Regions from separate parts of the Anser cygnoides genome. Here region 2 is linked to region 1. The links are chromatin contacts, called in public Hi-C maps. All regions are on one chromosome and are shown on one strand. Each heading gives the region's core, a stretch centred on a gene start, on an enhancer-like site or on the middle of the called end of the contact. The rest is flanking DNA. Distances are from core to core; before and after follow the strand shown.

The links. A called contact is a pair of places that touch in the nucleus more often than the background predicts.
Region 2: a contact with region 1 is called in a Hi-C map of liver, with 2.1 times the contacts expected there. The contact joins the promoter of NDUFAF5 here to the enhancer-like site in region 1. A contact is called at or near these places in 4 of 7 Hi-C or Micro-C datasets (granulosa cells and liver).

What each region holds. Positions count from the first base shown.
Region 1 is chr3:3,842,487-3,846,339 of Taihu_goose_T2T_genome, reverse strand. It overlaps MACROD2 (mono-ADP ribosylhydrolase 2), which reads left to right. Exons shown (of 18, transcript XM_066995337.1): 3 at 2,956-3,063. Among named protein-coding and RNA genes, the nearest start is that of MACROD2, 24 kb to the left of the region's middle. Within about 2 kb of position 2,094, at least 2 of the 3 cell types and tissues checked have open chromatin away from gene starts, as enhancers often do. A contact at or near this core is called in liver, where this site is marked.
Region 2 is chr3:3,922,879-3,926,731 of Taihu_goose_T2T_genome, reverse strand. NDUFAF5 (NADH:ubiquinone oxidoreductase complex assembly factor 5) reads left to right here and starts at 1,602. Exons shown (of 11, transcript XM_048060956.2): 1 at 1,602-1,913; 2 at 1,996-2,036; 3 at 2,125-2,188; 4 at 3,122-3,169; 5 at 3,268-3,371; 6 at 3,750-3,789. The coding sequence starts at 1,635. It overlaps ESF1 (ESF1 nucleolar pre-rRNA processing protein homolog), which reads right to left and starts at 1,684. Exons shown (of 14, transcript XM_048060954.2): 1 at 1,561-1,684; 2 at 561-1,254. The coding sequence starts at 1,227.

The DNA.
Region 1 (3,853 bases), core at 845-3,344:
TTAGTATGTGCACATGCTGTGTGGCCTTTGTGAAATATGCAGTGCTCTGGGCTTGCTGGTTTGTCCTTGTTGGGCTACAGTACCATGAATTACAGTGCAATACCTGCAGCATATGAGTTTCTCAGGCATATTTGACGACAGTGCATCATTCTTAGTCACAGATCTGAGATTACAGCATTACCTTGGAAGGAAACTTTGCAGTAAATGAGTGTAGTTTTTTAATTTGAGGAGATAAAAATGTGTGTGGTCAAGGAAGAGATAGGAGACAAAGCCAGAACTGAGCAGGAGAAGAAAATATCCCTAGTAAGATATCAGTTGGACTTTGTTAGGAAATGCGGTATGCCAATCCCAGAGATCTAACAGACAGCAAAAGAAAACCAGTTCTCTCCTACAACTGTTCGTGTTACATCAGGGTTACTTTTTAATTAGGGGCTTATAAGTAGACTTGAGTGTTCTTGACTGTGGGTGAGACTTGGCTCTCCAAGGCTTCCATCAATCTTAAGCGCTTTTCTGTAACAACCAGAATGAAATAGCTGAAGCCAAAATCCTCTCTTAAATCAGCTTTTTTTTGGGGGTGGGGTGGGGGGTGGGGTGGGGAATGAGGGTAATTTACCCAAGATGTACAGGCAGCACGCGCTTTTACTGCCGAGTTGTATTAAAGACAGCAGTGATGGGGGTGGTTCTTGTGGGGCATACTTGCATGAACTTGCTGAAGAGGATGTAGGAGATCATCTAGGAGCATTGGTTTTTGAGTTTGTTTTTTGGCTTGTGACACAGTGAATTTACTAATTATATTTTTTGTGGGGAAGGCCTCTTGAGAGTGGTTTTGCTGAAATGTGTTCAGTACTCATGAGCAGGAAGAACTGTAGGTGAATTTGTGATGTATGCGGAGGCCAGAAGGAGGCAGTGATGGTGCTGTGTGGCATCCTACAGATGGAGTTGGATGACTTTGCTGGTGGATTGCCTAAAGTAAGGGCTATCTCTGCTCTGCCTCTCACCCAGAGGTTAGCAATAACGAGAATTAATTTCTATATTCTGTGCTACCTGTTCTCTTCATGGCTCTTCTAGGTGAATTTTTTGTGTTTTTAGTGTAGGGTATTGGTATGAATACCCTAACATCCAAAATGTACTTGATAATTAAATTTAAATGGTTCGCTTTGGAGAATTTGACATGTTGGTGATGTTAGCCTGTGGTGCAGAACTTGAACACGAAGTGGAGGGGAGAGAATTACGGCTTGTGTGTGTTAAATTTGGCAGTGCTCCAGTAGCACATTCACTGGGGAAAGATGGCGAAAACTGTCCTGCTTGCTAACAGAACATCCTTTCCTTGCTAACAGGAAAGCAGATAATAAATCACACTGTGTAAATCAGTCAGAGGTTGATTTTTATTTTAATATGACTCAACAGCTAGCTTCAATGCTTACCTTATGTGGAAAAACTGAGGAACAGCATAATGTTTGTTAGTTTAGGATAATAAAAGATTTTTTAATAGGATAAAAAACTTGGTACCTCTTGTATAGAGATACTTTTTGTCCTATCTAAGATGCTGAGGCTGATCTGGTTAGCAATGGAATAATAATAGCTTTAGGAGCCAAATATAGGAATAAAATTCATGAATACACACATTTCAGTACAAGACAACCTTTATGCTAAATATAAGTCGTAGTGGTAATGTATGTTTTTGCTGGAGGTGACGTGGACTTTGCACTATGCATGTGATAGCTGATCTAAGCCAGAATTGAGTAAGACTTGTTATTTTGGAGAGGCTGAGATAAATGGTGATTTCTGATAGCAGTTGTTTGTGCTGAAGTTAAAGCAACATCTAAAATAAATGCAACTTATTTCTATTTGTGGTTGCTTATAATGCTGACGGATTGGAGCAGATATGCTCTAACTTACGGGAATTGATTAAAGTGAAGGTTGATCAGAAATATTTGGAGCCAGATTTGTTTACATTGCTTCTACTCTCTTGCTAAATCTTCCCTTGAGTTTGTTTTACTTAAAGGAAAATATTTGTTTTGAGGATTGAAAGCTATTCCCCTCTTACATTGTCACTTCAGAGGCTCAGTTCTGTTTCTGGTCAATATATGAACTTGAGCTTCTTGAGACTTGTAAAGAACTAATTTAAAACAAACAAACAAAAAAAAACCACAACCACAATCTTTCCTTCTCTCCCTACTTCTTTTCTAATGACTTGGGTGTCTTGCAGTGCAAGACTGCTAAACGTACTGGCTGATAAGTGTGTGTGGAAGTATTTGAGGTAACTGAACAATTTTACAGATAGTATGATGCTAGGGAAGTGAATTGGTGATGCAAAATTGTCAGTTTACCAGCATATGGGACTTGCTATGACACCATTCAGTAAGGAATCCATATGAAAGCTGATTTATGTGGAGTCTTCAACCCCTTTCCAGTAAAGCAGTTGATGGTGGCCAAGTTCTGAGTTGAAATTTACTGGTGTTTTTGTTTAGGTTTTTCTTCTCCCCGCTGCCTGTTGTGTCAGGACTAGTTCCCAGTGGGGGGCTGTTGGCAGGCTGCTTGCTCAGTGCTGTTACCCAGATCCTGAGTAATTCTGGGTCTGATAAATTAATTCTGGGTTGGATAAATTATTGCTGCAGTGGGAGGATTATCTTAACTAATTCTTTTTTTCTGTAATTTTGTACCCTTGCAGCTACCAAGGAAAAGTATTTGATGGAACTAGCTCCAAAAAAATGTGTATGTGCATGCTGTTTTTTAACCAGAAGGTATTTCAGTAGCTTTGTACCTGCAAACAAGCAGGCGGTGTGGCTGCAGGGAGATGCTGCTGGAGTCTGTGGGCTGCTGGTGCCCTCGCGAGGCCAAACCACAAAATGTCATGGTCCTGTGACTGGAACTGCTGGGGCCTGCTCACAACTTATAAGTAGTCATTTTAGAGCTGCTTTTGTAACCTGCTTTTGTTACTTTCTTGTCCCGTAGGTGAAAATGCTAAGGAAGATCAGCAGGGGAAGAAAAGCCTGAGCGAGAAAGTCTCCCTGTACAGAGGCGACATCACGTTGCTTGAGGTCGATGCCATCGTCAATGCAGGTAGGTGGCAAATGGTTTTATGTTGGTATGGCTTGAAAATCCTTTATTGCGAGGATATCTACGTTGCGAGCGTGAGCTCTGGAAAGCTGCATAAAATTGCTGTGTGCTGTGGAAACCTGTTGGAAACTGTTTTTCCCCAGTTTCTCTGTTGCGTCTGTTCATCTTGTGTGCCTTTACTATGAGAAGGATTATTCTGAAACTTGAATATCATGGTCACCAGGAAAAAAAATAATTTTTGCATCCGTTTTTTGATTTAGCTTGTATAGCTGGGACTTCACACTTGATAGCGGCAGAAAATTGAACTTTGATACTAAACTACTGCAGTACATTAGTCTGTTTTTCAAATCGAGCCATTTGTAGACTAGATAATGTGAAACTCTTAACAATAAGGTGATAGGAGATGTGGCTTACTGTTTTATGTAGTTGAAATATTTGCTTTCTTGTAGGGAGACTGTTTTTTGAATTTTTGGTTATGACCTACAGAGCTCTAAATGTTTTAGAACCTCTTCTAGTTTAGTGACTGTGTGTCTGTGTAAGTGATTGAAGTGAAGAAATGTGTTACAGCATCTTGTGACAAAAAAAAAAAGCAAATACAATTAATTTCTTCATGTATTGGGCTATAGTAACCTAATTTGGCTAGTTGGGACAGACTATAGGAAGGTGTCTTTGCTTCCCACCCTGAAAAGTGCATGGTTTGTGTCTGTAGGCTGGATTTTTTTTTTTCCTAGTATGTGGCTGGCCTTGTCCTTAATTGTTAGGAGTACTGGTTCTTTTGTAAGAACCAATTTTT
Region 2 (3,853 bases), core at 353-2,852, 81 kb before region 1:
TATTGCTCTCCAGTCCTACAGTTGTATTAGCGAATTAACAGACTATTATTATTTTATTCTAACTATACATACAGAATCAACAGATTAAAAGTTGGGTTTTAATAATACAGGCTATATGCACAGAGATAGTATAAACAGAGTTCAAATCACCTGTTCTAACTCCCTCTTGTACTAAGGGCTTACACTGCTCTTCTTATGCTTTCACTTAGTGACTGTTTATATTAAGTTCTCATGGCATCAGACCTTATATTCAATATTCAGTTTGGCAAATACACAAATGTATGCAATACAATACATTTTACTTTTCTAACTACCCTAACGAACGATTTCAGCTCCAGCAAAGGAGAGGACATCGTTGTCCACAATGTTACAGAAGGACAAGCACCAACTCTGTGAGCAGCTGACCAACTCTGATTCTTCGGCAACACTGAACCCGAGCCAGTTATTCCATGGCTGATATTGCGGGAAAAAAATATATATATATATTTTCTATGCATAAAACAATGGCAACAACACACATATAAATATAGGTGAATTTACCTGTTACTTTAACAACTAACCTGATTCTTTTGTTTTTCCTCCTAGGGAATGATCCTTCCTAGGAGCTTTTTCTGATTTAGCACCACTTGGCCGTGAAGGCTTTTGCTTGTTTTGAACTGAAACCAATCTTCCTCCTGATTCATTTCTTTGCTTGTTTTCCCATGGGGGTGAAAGGTCCTTGTTTCCCTGACAGTGATCAATTTCTGTTACAATTTTCTTAGAGTCCTCTTTCAACTTGGTCCTCAATGCAACTTTCTGCCCCTCATTTTGATCATTCAGTTTTGTCACGGCTTCACCCGTTCGGTCCGCCCCTTGTTTGGTTAGTTTACTCTCTTTCCTAGGGTGACCATCAGCAAGTGGTTTTACAGAATCTACTTCTTCTTTAGGCTTAGCTTTCTTCTTCTTTTTTTTCTTCTCTGTGCATACTTCACTATCATCTTCTGAAAGTTCAGAGTCAGACTCTGACAGGGCATAAAACTTCCTGAGGTTCTCCACAGAGGTATAGTTAACAGGGCGCCCTCTTTTATCCACCGCGCACTTGAGCTTGAACCTCTTGTCGTGAAACATTGCCCGGAACCGCTTGTCGATCTTGACTTTGCGATCTTTTTCTGGCATCTCCCAAAACCTGGGATCCCTGGTGACGCGGCTGAACCGCTCATCGCTCAGGATTTCCTGCTGGGATGCCATTTTGGGTGTCAATGGAGGCTTGGGTAACTGGAACATGAAAGAAAAGAAAGCAGTTTGTATTCGAAAAAGTATAATTTTAGATACATAACTGGAAAAAAAAAATTAATAAAGTCAAGTTTGTAACCTCTATCTAAAAGGATTCCCCAAGGAACGCGCAGGGAAAGCCCCAAACCCTGGGGGCGGCGGTGGGAGAAGGACTCACGGCGAGCTCAGGCTGCCCCCCAACAACAGACCCTACCACTGACCCGCGCCCACCGCCCGGTAACGACCGTTAAAACTCGGTAACGACCGTTAAAACCGTTAACGGCCCACCACCGGCCGGCAGCACCTCACCTCAGCCCACCACGCGCTGCCACCACAGCTACGGCGGCCGCAGCGCTCAGCCCGCTCCCAGCCAATCCCGCAAAATGGCGGCGGCGCGCATGCTCGGGGAGGGGCGGAGGGGAAGGGGCGGGTGCGCGCCGCGCATCATGGCGGCGGCGGGCCGTGTGTGGCGGCGGGGGGTCGTGAGGTGGGGTGGGCGCCGGCTGTGGGTGCCGCCGGCCGCCGCTGCTGTCTCCTCTTCGCCCCCTACCGCCGCCTCTCCGGGCGTGCTGAGCCCCTTCGACCGGCGGCTGAAGCGGAAGCAGAAGAACTGGGCGGCGGTGCAGGCGCAGCGGGCGCAGTGCGAGTACCTGCGGGAGGAGGTGGGGTAGGGACGGGGACGGGGATGGGAACGGGGATGGCACCGCGCCCCCGGTGTCGCTGACGGGCAGGCTGTCCCCACAGGTCGGCGGCAGGGTGGCCGACAGGCTGCTGGACATCCCCAGGTGGGTCTCGCCGCCCGGCAGCTGGAGGCGTGCTCGGAGCGGGGCTGGAGGGAGCGCGGCTTTAAACCTTGTTCCGCCTGTCCTCCAGGACCTTCCCTCTCGCTTTGGATGTGGGCTCTGGGAGAGGTTACATCGCTCAGCATTTAACCAAGGTACTGGTGTGTCGTGCTTCGAAGCGCGTGTTCTACCATCTGTTTTCTAGGAGGGCTCTGGTGTAAGTTAAAATAACCTTCTGAATGCTAACGAGGAAGTTCCTTTACTTTTAACCTCATACACGTACCTCCAGTCCAAAGATGCGTCTAGTCCAGCCTTTAACCTAGTACTGACAAGTCCACCACTAAACCGTGCTACTAAGTTCCACATCTACGCATTTCTTGAAGACCTCCAGGGATGGGGACTCAACCACTTCCCTGAGCAGCCTGTTCCAATGCCGCACAGCCCTTTCAGTAAGGAAATTTCTCCTAATATCCAAACTACCCCTCGCCTTATCACTTGATGCTTGGGAGAAAAGCCTAACCCCCACCTCGTTACAAACACCTTTAAGGTAATTGTACAGAATGATAAGGCCTCCCTTGAGCCTCCTTTTTTTCAAGCTAAACAACCCTAGCTCCCTCAACCTCTCCTCGTAAGACTTGGACTCTAGATTTGAAGATTAGACAAATAATAGTGCAAGGGAAGCTACTGTTGTGGAGTAGTTAACTTTCAGTCCTCAGTTGGGAGGTGCATATTTTTCAGTCAGTCTTTGTTGCACACACTTAATTGTCAGCAAGAACTATCAGTATGGGGATTTTTAAAATGAAGAACAGCATGTCCTTCATAAACCATGCAGTCTGTAAATGGACTTTGCTGTCTGCTATTCTGTGGTTTATATCTGACTGAACCTCAAGGTTCTTACTACTTTTACCTCAACTGTTTTCCCAAGGAGCAATTGCTAAGTATCACACTAGGGGAGAAAAATATCTTCAGCTTTATGAAAAGTTTAATCAAGTGTTAGAAATTCTTTATACGTGTAAGCGTTCAAAAATAACTCATGTCGATTTATAAAACAACTCAAATGGTTGACGGAGTTTCTTATTTTATTTCAGGAAATAGTCGAAAAACTTATTCAAGTTGATATGGCAGAGAATGTTTTTGTAAGTGGCTTTCTGAGTGTTAATGTACTTAATTCCATAATGCTGAAAAGCAAAAGGAGCAAATATCTGATGATGTTTTTATTATAACCCAACATTAGAAAAACGCTGTAGAATCTGAAGTACCTACAATCAACATTGTAGCTGATGAGGAATTCCTTCCTTTCAAAGAAGATACATTTGATCTTGTTGTTAGCAGCTTGAGGTATGTGTTAATCATTTATTGACACTTAGATTTTTTGGATAAAGATGTTAAATAATGTTCTTTCCATACTAATACCAAAAAAGTAGTCCATTGAGCAACAAGTGCTGTAAGTCGTGCTGTATGAAATGTATTTGCATAGTCAACATGAGCATACATTAAGAAAAAGCGGTGTTCTGATGGTTCTTAATATTTATTTATTTACCTCAAGGCACACGTACCTTCTTCTTTATTTTTCACTGCGTCTTATGCCAGTGTTTCAGAACTTCTGCAGCCTGAAAACTTGTTCGTTGATTTGACTTTTGAAACATACTTAGCATATACATTTTTTTGCCTTTCCCCAAAACTTTATTTACTCTGCAATTCTTTCTGGTATTTCAGTTTACACTGGGTGAATGACCTTCCTAAAGCTTTTAGAGAGGTAAGAAACTGTTTTTTAGTGTAACTGTTTTAAAATAAAAAACAACACTTGCCATTACTTCCAT